2 separate regions of the Zea mays genome follow, and region 1 is linked to region 2. Evidence: chromatin contacts called from public Hi-C data. All regions are on one chromosome and are shown on one strand. Each heading gives the region's core, a stretch centred on a gene start, on an enhancer-like site or on the middle of the called end of the contact. The rest is flanking DNA. Distances are from core to core; before and after follow the strand shown. Region 1 holds the start of LOC100283509 (glycosyltransferase family 28 C-terminal domain containing protein). Region 2 holds the start of LOC100285147.

What was found. Hi-C and Micro-C count contacts between places; a contact is called where the count stands out from the background.
Region 1: a Hi-C map of endosperm shows a contact between it and region 2, with 3 times the contacts expected there. The contact joins the promoter of LOC100283509 here to the promoter of LOC100285147 in region 2. A contact is called at or near these places in 3 of 25 Hi-C or Micro-C datasets (ear, endosperm and tassel).

The regions. Positions count from the first base shown.
Region 1 is chr3:76,139,301-76,145,232 of Zm-B73-REFERENCE-NAM-5.0, reverse strand. LOC100283509 (glycosyltransferase family 28 C-terminal domain containing protein) reads right to left here and starts at 1,787. Exons shown (of 4, transcript NM_001156409.2): 1 at 715-1,787. The coding sequence starts at 1,685.
Region 2 is chr3:75,776,160-75,781,392 of Zm-B73-REFERENCE-NAM-5.0, reverse strand. LOC100285147 reads left to right here and starts at 2,102. Exons shown (of 8, transcript NM_001158041.2): 1 at 2,102-2,593; 2 at 3,016-3,187; 3 at 3,265-3,418; 4 at 3,857-3,920; 5 at 4,060-4,167; 6 at 4,306-4,431; 7 at 4,565-4,797. The coding sequence starts at 2,213.

The DNA.
Region 1 (5,932 bases), core at 538-3,037, 360 kb before region 2:
AACTGTCAGAATCAGTGAATCAACCTAGTGCAGAGGATAAAACATGTGCAACGCAGAAGAAAATGGCATTGACATGCCTGAGAATTGTTTATGATATTGGAATGCCAAGCAATAAAGATTGAAAGAAATTGCATTTAGCAATTGGACCAATTGAATGCATCAAGCAGAATTGTAAAGCTTTTAGAATGTGGCAAAGTTTTGAGCGCATACAAGAATGTGGCACATAGGTTCCTTGTGTGAAACATATTCATCCAATTTCAAGTCTTAGACATAATATGGGTGCTTGTATTTTCTTAGATTCATCATAGAATAAATACGGCAATTCATTCTAGGGTACACAATATCAATATGTCAATTAATTGGGAAAAGCTCCTAGTGACTTTATCAATCTTAAGATCTACCGGCTCTGTCTCTAATGTGGGGTGTGCTGCATGTGTTGAAAGGATGCATGAATGTGTTGATATAGGTGAGAAATCATATAACTAAGGGGGTGTTTGGTTTCTAGAGACTAATTTTTAGTCCATTTTATTCTATTTTAGTCTCTAAATTTCCAAAAGAATTTTAATTTCTGTATTTGATAATTTAGGGACTAAAATGTAATAAAATGGGAGGAGCATAACAAACCAAACATCCCCTAACTAACCCTCTAGGCTCTGGCCTCTGGCTAACAACTCGGTCTGCCCGTGAGGAAAACAGCAAACGAAGACAACTCACGGGGTAAGAAAAAGCCGGCGATGGCCTTTGACGAGGCTCTCCATCTCGCAGAAAGTCTCCGTCCCCGTCTGCCATATAATGTACCGATCCTTATTCCTCCTCAGCAACTCGTAGTAGACGTTGAGCACCGCCACATTGATCTCCGGCGACCCCTCCGCTCCCCCAAGCACGAGCACGACCTGGGCCTCGTGTTCGCCCAATAACCCCGCTCTCGGGAAGAAGCGCGCCAAGGCCTCAGTCTTGGATGCTCTGCACTTGAGGATGGACATGCGGATGGGGTTCCCGTAGACCGCGCACCTGCGTTTGGGGAGGAGCCGCACGGGAGCATTGAAGGCGAGGAAAATGCGGCGGGCGAAGGGAGCGAGTAGGCGTGTGGCGGGAGCCGGAGAGGCGTCCTGGTCCTGGATCACGAAGGGGAGGCGGAGCATGAGCGCCGCGAGGCAGGCCTGTAGCGCGGGAGCGCCTCCTGTAGCAACAAGGACGTGCGGGCGGAATCGGCGGAGGTGCAGCGCCGCGGCGAGGATCCCGCGCGGGAGGCAGTGCAGTGGGACGGGGGCGAACGGGTACGAGGCCGCGGCGGCAGCTGAGGACTCTAAGGACGGGGCGGGCGCACCGATAATGAGGGAACGAGAGGACGGCAGCGAGGCGTGAAGCTCGTCGGCGAGCGCGATGGCGGAGTAAACGCGACCACCGGCGCCCGCGCCACCACACGCGAAGGCGAAGCGTAGGGTATCTTCGGATTCGGATTCGGATTCAGGGTCAGGGTCGGGGTCGGGGTCGGGGTCGGGGGTGGTGGGGGGTGAGGGTGGAGTGGAATCACTGGAGCGGGAAAGGTGGCAGCGGAGGCGCGCGTGCGGGGGCGCAGCAGTGCGCGTGGGGATGGCGAGGTTTGAGGTTTGGGTGCTGCGGAGGCGGAGGAAGCGGATTGCGGACCGAGGGGTTGCACCTGGCTGGGCGGCGGTGGCCGGCATTTCTCTGGACTGTATCCTGTGGGCGCCGGGCAGCCGGCGGCGTGGAGGAAGATTTGGTGCCGGATGGCTCGAGATATTACCGACGACTAGTATGCAAGCAGCAAGTTAAAGCGAGCGTCATAAAAATGCCTTTAGACAACCATAGAAAAAAGCTTTTGCATTTAAATCCCTCACACAAACCTTTACAAAACCTTCCCTACTTTCCACACTTATACAACTCTAACTTTCTATCCTAAAATAAATATTTTGTCCTTATCAATAATTTTTTTATCATATATCACAATTTTCAACCATCATATTTACTCTATATCTCAATTTTATACCAAGTATCACATCTTATATCGTTTCTTTTTCATTCTCTACCCAACTACCACCACACAGTTGCCTCCCCACGTGGTCGCCCATTGTCAAGGCAGAGGAGAGAGACAGGATAGTGTTGTGTGTTGGCTACTTAATATTTGTGGTTGAAGTGTGCCTCGGCAACAGTGCATTAGAGTATACCGTTCACCGCTGCTTGCAGCATGAGGGTTGACTGTAAAGGCTTTAGGGGGGTTTTATCGTCCCCCACTGCGGGAAGCTTCAACGGGGGACTAAACATGTGTGTATGTACGTGGATCGATCTGTACTCCATATTTTGGCGAGGTGCAGGGTTGTGCGGTGTGAGCAGCAAGGACAGGCCCACGGGATAGGGCGGACCTAGGACAAAATGAGTGGGGGCATATTTGCAAGGATTGGCACCAAAATACTCTAGCAGGGGCATCTAAGCGACGCTGAGCAAGGGACTTCATAGTAAAAAAATTAGACTCTACTACTTTCAAAGGAGAAATGAGTGAGGTCCTAGGCCCTCACTCGGGCCTATGTAGGTCCGCCTCTGCCACGGGGGTATGAACTTGTGTGCGTGTGTTAAGAGGCAAAAGCAGGAGAAGGACTTGTGCTTGTGCCTGCAGAATGTCTGTAGTAGAGCTCTAGGCTTGTGCATGCGAGGAATTGTGGGCTGGTGGAGGGATTTAAGTGCAAAAGCTTTTTCTACGGAGGGGAAGGGTGGTGCCAGTGTAGCAGGTAAGGAAAGCAGGGAGGGTTTCGTAATGGTTTGTGTGCTGGTGGAGGGATTTAAGTGTAAAAGCTTTTTCTACGGTTGGATCTCCATCTAAAGGCTCATGGTGCTCGTTTGCAAGGTTACACCTAGTTTCTGCTTGTATACTAGTCGTCGCATGAGATATTTGACATTATGATACGCCCATCATCTGCCTTTGCTGGAATAGTAATCTGAAGCCATGACTCACCAAAATGGTACTGCTCTAACACACGTTTTTTCGCTATTTTGACATTATGACGGTGTTTGTGACACCCCAGTGTCACCTAGGGTTTCTCTTTAAAAAGCCAAACCAAGAACCATTATTTCATGTGAATCAAAGTAAGCATGGGCATCAAATTAACTTAAGTAATAAAGAATTCACCAAGTATATACTTAAAAGTGTCATGATCAAAACAATTGAGACTTTTGAAAGATAAGAATGTGCAACCCTAATTCAAAACCCTAAGTAAACCCCATGAACAAAATTCAAGAAGATGTGAAAAGAGGATGAAAAGTTTAAAATTTTGAATTGAGCCAATTATATAAGTTAAAGTATATTTGTTAAGCAACAAGAAAGATTGAGAAGGCTTAGCCAAAACAACTCAAATAAATCCCCAAATCAGCCCTTGATCAATGAACCCTTAGGGAAATTCAGATTTCTGAATTTCTGAATTTCAGACCTCTTCTCAAAGGTCATCTGTGTTCTCTGTTTTTCAAAACTCAAAGCCAGAAGGTTCAAATATCAAAGTCGTGCCAAATTACCTTGAACACATTCTGGGAAAGTTTGAACTCAAACCAAATTCATTTGACACGGTTTTGGCGCAGCTCAACCTCGGGACCAGGCATTCTGACACTGGCACCTTGGTGACGCTACAACTCCCTGTCCCTAGCCTAAAACCGCACGTCGTCCATACACAAAAGAAAAAGCTTGGTCTGGTGAACAAATCCCTTGCAGTGATCTTGCCCAAATTCGCGAAGATTTGCTCCCAATCGGCGCTTGAACAGGGGCAGAGGCAACGGGAACACGTGTTCGACCGTGGCTGACACCCCTGGTTCACGCCCGTTCGCGCACCGCGCCTTCCCAGTGCACGCCCGCGCGCACTCGCCGGTCCACGACCGCCCGTGCACTGCGCCGCGCCTATAAAGCCTTCCCAGGCACGCCCACTTCGCCCCGCACTCACCCTCACCGGCCAGCCACTTCTCCTTAGCTCCGGCGAGCTTAATTCCGCCCGCCATTGCCGCCAGAGCTTCGGCCACCGTGGCCAGCCCACCCCAGCCATCCTCTGGGCAAGCCAGTGCTTCGGCTAGCTCCGCCAGTAGCCCGTGAAGCTTGCCAAGCCCTCGGACCCGATCGGACTTCACCGGAGGCCCGAGATCGACCTCACCGGACTTCGGTCTTCCGCCGCCGCGCGTGGACCGAGCTATCCAGTGAGTCTCCGCCCAATTCCTTTCGCTCATGTCTTCTCTGGCATCCCGTGGACCTCCCTGACCTATTTGATTGAACTATCTCGCCGTGACCAGGCCGGTCTCCTCGCCGCCGACGAGCATCCCCGCCTGCGCGCGTGGACCGACCGACTCCGGCCATCTCCGACGGCATTCCGCACACCGTTGTGATCCCCGCGACCTCCCCTTCACCCTCGACCACTTCGCCGGAACAGTCTCGCCGCCGGTAAGCCCCTCCGCCTTTTTCTTCGCCGTGGCTACTGTTTAAGGTAGAAGAAGGACCTCGGGTTAGGATCTGTAGAACCCGAGGGGTTTTCTGTAATGTCAGTGACTCTTGTGAATAGTAACCTAAGGACTGATTCGCGAGGAAAACTTAGAAAACCGCCAGGGACCCCAGTGCAAAGTGGATTTCCATTTAATCAATTCTGTTATTCTTTTTAAAATGACCAGAGAACTTAGAAAATCCATAACTCGATGAAATCTTAATAAAAAGTTGTCAAACCAATTTTGCTAGCTCTGGAATATTATGATCTATCATTTAAAAATAGTGAACCATATGCTTTCTGTTCTAAATTTTAGAGTTTAAAATTAAAAACAGAAACCCACTAAACCTTGTTTAATTAAGGAAAATTAGTTTTTCTTTTGTGCTGAGCTTAAGAAAATTTGTAGATGTTTATACCTTATTTAGACACTGTTTAAAAATAGTAGGAACCCCAACATTGGAAATTATGATGTAGTTATTCATTTAAAACTATTTTGTCCAAAACTTTAAGAAAATCAGAAAGGCCTTAGAAATTAATGAACAGTGATTAATAATATTTTTCCTAGTTTACTTATACAACAGAGAACCTAGGAAAAATACAGAAACCATTAATTTGAACCAGTTTTAAGTTAAGATGAATTGTTTAGCCTCATATAGACTGAAAATCAATTATTAGAGTTACAAAACTATAACCAAAATGATTAATAAAAATCTAGTGGACTTATAACCACCAGAGCCCCACTACAAAAATACAGAGCACCCCAGCCCAACTTTTTAAGTAGGGAAAATAAATACAGAATGATAATAAGGCATTTTTCCAATAAATCATAAACAACCCCTTTTAATGTGATATTGGGCAACCAAAAATTTGCTAAGTCCATGATGAGACAAACCACCAGAGAAAAATGCAAACCCATGAAAAGGAAGTAAACCCATACCTTTTGCTAGTAATTTATGAGAAAGGCCATTTAATTCAAATAATGCAAACCACCCCTTCCCTTAAGTAAAAAGAAGCCAAACTTCAGAATGATTTCTCTTGCACAAAATACCAACTAAGAAAAATAAGAACTCTATTGTTTGATGTTTTTCAAATATAGTGGTAGTAGAAAGCACCCCTCTGGCTAGAAACCTTAAGAAAACCATAGGAAAAGAATTAAAAGGTATTAATGACTAGAAATTTGTATCAAGTCATGTTATAACACCTAAAAGCCAGAAAAAATGAGTTTTAAAGAATTACCCACTGTTAAGTAATAGTTGTAGTTCAAAGTACCCCTTCTGCCCTAAAATTTGGTAATTTTGTCCAGAGAAAACCATTCACTTTCTGACCCCCAAATTTTGAGGCCGAGAATCATACACCAGTAACAATCCACTGTAATTTTTGCAGAATTTTTGGAATTTATAAAAGCAACTTGTAGTTCAAACCTACTCCAAAACATTAAAAGAATAAAAGAAAAGGAAAGAAGAAAT
Region 2 (5,233 bases), core at 853-3,352:
TGTGGGCCTGATGATCGAGGACCTTTTAACTGGTCACATGCCTCATCATGGGTAAGCTTTGCCTCGGGCAGACTAATACTAGAAAGGCCAACACGCAATGGGAGTGGAGAGATGGTGAGAGTAGCGTGTACCCTCCGTGGCAAGAGGGTGGACGGTGGTGTATCTGTGCTCTCGGTTGGCGTGAACCTGGTCTGGTCTTAAGAAACTCGATGGTGAGTTGACATATGCAAGGGTTAAGTGCTAAATATGTCGTGTGATTGGAGATCCTCAGCTGGGTATTAATCGATTCGGATCGCCGTTACTTCTCGGACATGAAGACTTGGTCACTGACTTACACGTAGCAATCCAGTGAACTGATGAGATGATAAAAGACGGCTAGTATAGGCCAAGTGCTTGAACTAGGGTAGAAAGAACTCTAGATGCATGTAACTTTATTTAACGTGACAAGTAAAAATGGATTTTTTAAGGATCCACTCATAGTAAGCTTTTCTGCAAACAGAGTTCTTGATTCTTGATAAGCCTTACCTTGAATCCTTTTGAAACCAACATACCCTTGAGAGTCTTTTCCTTAGTCGGGTAAGTCTTGCTGAGTACTTGCATACTTAGGGTTTTATTCTCATTGTTGCTGCAGGTTACGAGTCACTTTGATTGTGATTGGTGTTAAGCGACGGTGGGCACCTTCTTATAAGTCTAAGTAACTCTTCTATACTTCTTATTGAGGATGGTCACTTGAGCTAGCATATATTTCAAACTTATAAATAATTTATAATATTTCAAAGTTTATCACTTTGAACCACTTTGTAATCACTCCGATAAACAATGTAAATTTGTTGTAACTTGTAACTTTGAAATAAAGAAATTCCGCTGCAAAATGTTGGTGTGTGTGATTTGTGTTTATTTAATCATGTGGTCCTGGTTGTAATTGGTTTATCCGAGGTCCTTGGGGCACTCGGACAGATCCTGTTAAGTTATCTAGTGCACATGCATAGCCGTCTGAGGTCTTTAAGACAAGAGCAGGTGCATGTGGGCCCAATAACTTGGGAGGTTCTGCCACATCCCTTCTCAAAACATTTAAAACATTATTTATCATTTTTCTCCAAGATCAAGCCATTTTCTTTGATGTAGGCACATAACCTAATCTTATGTCCCTTTTCAAGGAATTCATAACACTTCTTATTGTTTTTCTTAGTATAGGCTTGGAAGTGTGGATTGTTTGTTTCCTTGGATGGAGGTATGGTTGAGGAACTTGGTAAGAGCTTCGATTTTCTTCTTTTCCCCCTTCCTCTTGCCTTTCTTGATGGTCTCTTGAAGGGTTTTTGTGCATGCTATGGTTGTACCTTCTCAAGCTTCTCCACCATGTCATCACAATTAACTTGAGAAGGTTGAGCATGACACTTTCCATTCAATTGAGTCAAGCTCTTCCTTAGCCTCTCTATATAGGCGCGCCTCCGCTCATCCTTCTTGCTTCTTGCACCATCCTTCTCGCCTGCTGTCGCCATTCTTCCTGCTTGATCTCCTTTTCCCTTCCCATGGAGCAAAGTTGCAATTGGGGAGACCTGAAGCCGGCCATCTCTTCTTCGTGGTTGTAGAATTAGCGCAGGTGGATAGCACAGGGAGGCATGGCTCTGTCAGAGGAGGAAACGTCCTCGCCCGCTCCATCACCACCATGGAAGCGACGAAGGCGGCGGAGAGCTCGGAGTTGTAGATCAATGGCACAGTGAGGTGAGCGCTGCCGCCGATGGCATCCATGCGTTGGAGGAGTAGCGACCAACGGTAGGACACGCTCACGCTTTCGGATGGAACGCTTGGCACAGGAGGCAAAGGGAGAAGGAGACAAATAGGGTTCTATGGCCGGATCTCGATTGTGCGGCTAGAAAAAGGTTGCCGTAGATACTCAGAGCACAAATTGTCCCCCGATTTAATATATAGAAATTAAATAGTTTTCAAATAATTATTTATGTATAAAAACTTGTAATATTTATTAAAATAATCACTTAAATAAATGATATTATTATTTTTATTATAAATATTCATACACAAATGATTATTTAATAAAAATAAAATCATCTTTTTATATACACGGAAGATTTATATTTTAAGGTTATTAAACAAAAGCAGTTGTCTCGATACCAAAACCGCGTATCTCACCCCGCCTCCTTTTCTTCGCGTCCCCCGCCTCGATCCGATCGGGGACGGGTCGAGGGGCAGGGGAATGTCGTCGTCGTCTGCGTCATCTTCGGCGGCGGCGCACCACCAGCAGCATTACCGGCGGCAGACAGGAGGGAGCGGTCTCGTGCCGCTCGCCGCGCTCATCAAGGAGGAGGCCCGCACGGAGCGCCAATCCATAGCCGGCGGCGAAAGCAGGATCTCCGCGCGCGACGATGACGCGGCAGGAGTAGGAAGCTCCGGCGTAGGAGGGGAGGCGGCGGAGGCGGCGGTGGAGTCGCGGCTGGAGCGCCCGCTGCTGCGCTATGGGTGCGCCGCTCAGTGCAAAAAGGGCGAGGACTTCTTTTTGCTCAGAACGGACTGTCTTCGTCCCGCCATCTCCGTCTCCTCCTCGGCCTCCCCGCACCCCATCTTCGCCGTATTCGCTGTGAGTACCTATCCAGACATCTCGAACCTCCGTTCTTCGTGCATCCATCTGTCCCAGTGGGATAGTAGTATTAGTACCGCACCGCGCCATTCCGCATCTGTTGTCTGTTGAGGTTGAGGTGGGGTGTATCACAGTACCAAGTTAGCCACCTTGGATTTGCTGGCCCTAGAACTTTGCTGCATTGGGAGCTTGGAGTCTGCTTTGCATCTACGGGAGATGGTTGCTAATTATGTTTGTGTGCCATGCTGCAGAGTGCAGATTTTAGTAGGCCTGTCCTGGACTTGAAACCAGGGCATGTGATTTTGAACTCAGAGTTTGCAATTATAAATTTAGCTGTCCTTGGAGTGGCTGGAATGCATAATGCAGCAATTGCCAAAGACTGGAGTGGTGCCAAGTGCTAACTGTACTCTTCACACTTTCAGATACTTGATGGCCATAATGGTAACGCAGCCGCAATATACACAAGGGACAATTTGCTCAACCATGTCCTTAGTGCTATGCCACGGGGGCTGTCCAGGGAGGAGTGGTTGCACATGTTGCCCCGAGCACTGGTTGCAGGGTTTGTTAAGACGGACAAGGAGTTCCAGAGCAAAGGCATGATTCTACAATCAGTGTTTTGCAATTACTGTCATGTTTTATCATGAATGCTGATGATTTTTAATGTTTATCAGGGCAAACTTCTGGCACCACCGCTACATTTGTGATAATTGATGGGTGGACTATCACTGTTGCCTCTGTTGGTGATTCTCGCTGTATTTTAGATGCTCAGGGTGGGGCTGTTTCTTTGCTTACTGTGGATCACAGACTAGAAGAAAATGTTGAGGAGTGAGTATTAATTACTTTCTAAGTAATTTGTTGTCCTACTTTGCTGGTAATGTTGCATGTCAACAAGCCTATTGTTTTCAACCTATGAATTAGTATTACATGCATCATGCATATGTGATTTTGTTTGTCAACTAAAATTAGCTGTAGTAGTCAATTTCTAGTTACTGAAATGTTTACTCCCACCATTTTATAATAGTCATATTTTCATTTCTACAACTTGACTACGCCGTCACTATAAATAAATGTTTAATTATTAAATTAATTGTTAATGGTAATTAATGTTAAAAAAGTATAAAGCCTTGGTTTTGATTCCTGCCTTATGTAATTGGTAGCACGTCTTAATATTCTTTCCTCAACTACCAGTGTCAATATAATTGCTGTGGAAGAATATATTAGTAATTTTGGCTTTACCAAAACTATCATGTAAAATTATGGTAGGAGGGAGCGCGTTACAGCAAGTGGAGGTGAAGTTGGAAGACTCAGTGTTGTTGGTGGAGCAGAGGTGTGCTCTCACTTGAAAAGGATATGATTTTACGTGCTAGCTTTCTACGCTATATGTATTATACCATGCATTAAATACTAGTAGCTTAACATTTGAAGGATTACAAAACGACATAACAATTGTCCTACTTTGTTACAAGATTGGTCCGCTACGATGCTGGCCTGGAGGTCTATGCTTATCAAGATCCATTGGAGATATCGATGTTGGCGAATTTATTGTCCCTGTTCCATATGTGAAGCAAGTGAAGGTACTCATTTATTTTTCAAAAATAAATAACAGAAATTCTTCTGTGTTTGATCTTTAGGCTTTACATTATCCATGTACATGCAATCTGCCAGTATGATAATTGTGTGATTTGACTTTGTTCGTTTTTTCTTTCTCCTAGTTGTCAAATGCTGGAGGAAGACTTATTATTGCTTCAGATGGCATTTGGGATGCATTATCCTCAGAAGCCGCTGCTAAGTCTTGCAGAGGTTTGCCTGCTGAGCTTGCCGCAAAGCAAGTTGTTAAGGTAAATAGTTTACCACTTGGTTATAAATTCTTGCTTATCCTTGATGCTGCTTCTTATGGTTGTCAATTACTATCATTACATCACTAGGCATCCTTTTTTCTAACCCAAGTACTTGTATGCAATAATCTTATAGGAGGCACTCAGGACAAGAGGGCTAAAGGATGATACAACTTGCATTGTTGTTGACATAATCCCACCTGGTCAAACAATACGGCCTCTGTCTCCTCCTAAAAAGACGAGCAAGCTGAAGTCTTTTATTTTTAGAAAGAAAGCGAAGGACCCTTCTCAGAAGTTGACTAAACAGCATTCAGCTGTTGGTATCGTTGAAGAGATATTTGAAGAAGGTTCAGCGATGCTATCAGAAAGGTCAGTTGTACCCTTTCTCTAAATGTTTTCTTGATCAGAATTTTCTAGTGTTTTCCCACTAGTTCACTGTTGATGTATGCAAGGAGCATGGTCTATTTTGTTTCAAAGGGATTGCACCAATATTTTTTGTGAACCCCTAAGAAATATTACTATGCATAACTAGGTTAGGCTATATTAAGCTACATTAGCTAGTCGCCTAGTCCTAACTAAGTGTAGCCTGACCCTGATGGCCAGCTCGTTCACTCCCAGCCATGCTGTAACTTTTAGATCATTAACCTACATCGCGCTTGTTCTTGAAGGTGTTTGGAACTATGTGGGTAGTGGTTACTGCCTAATAATACTACATGGGAAATTGGTAGCTAATGGAACATGGATGGTTGGAATTTTAAGTTATTCTGTAACTTTTGAGACGACAATTTTCTCAAAAATTCACTTG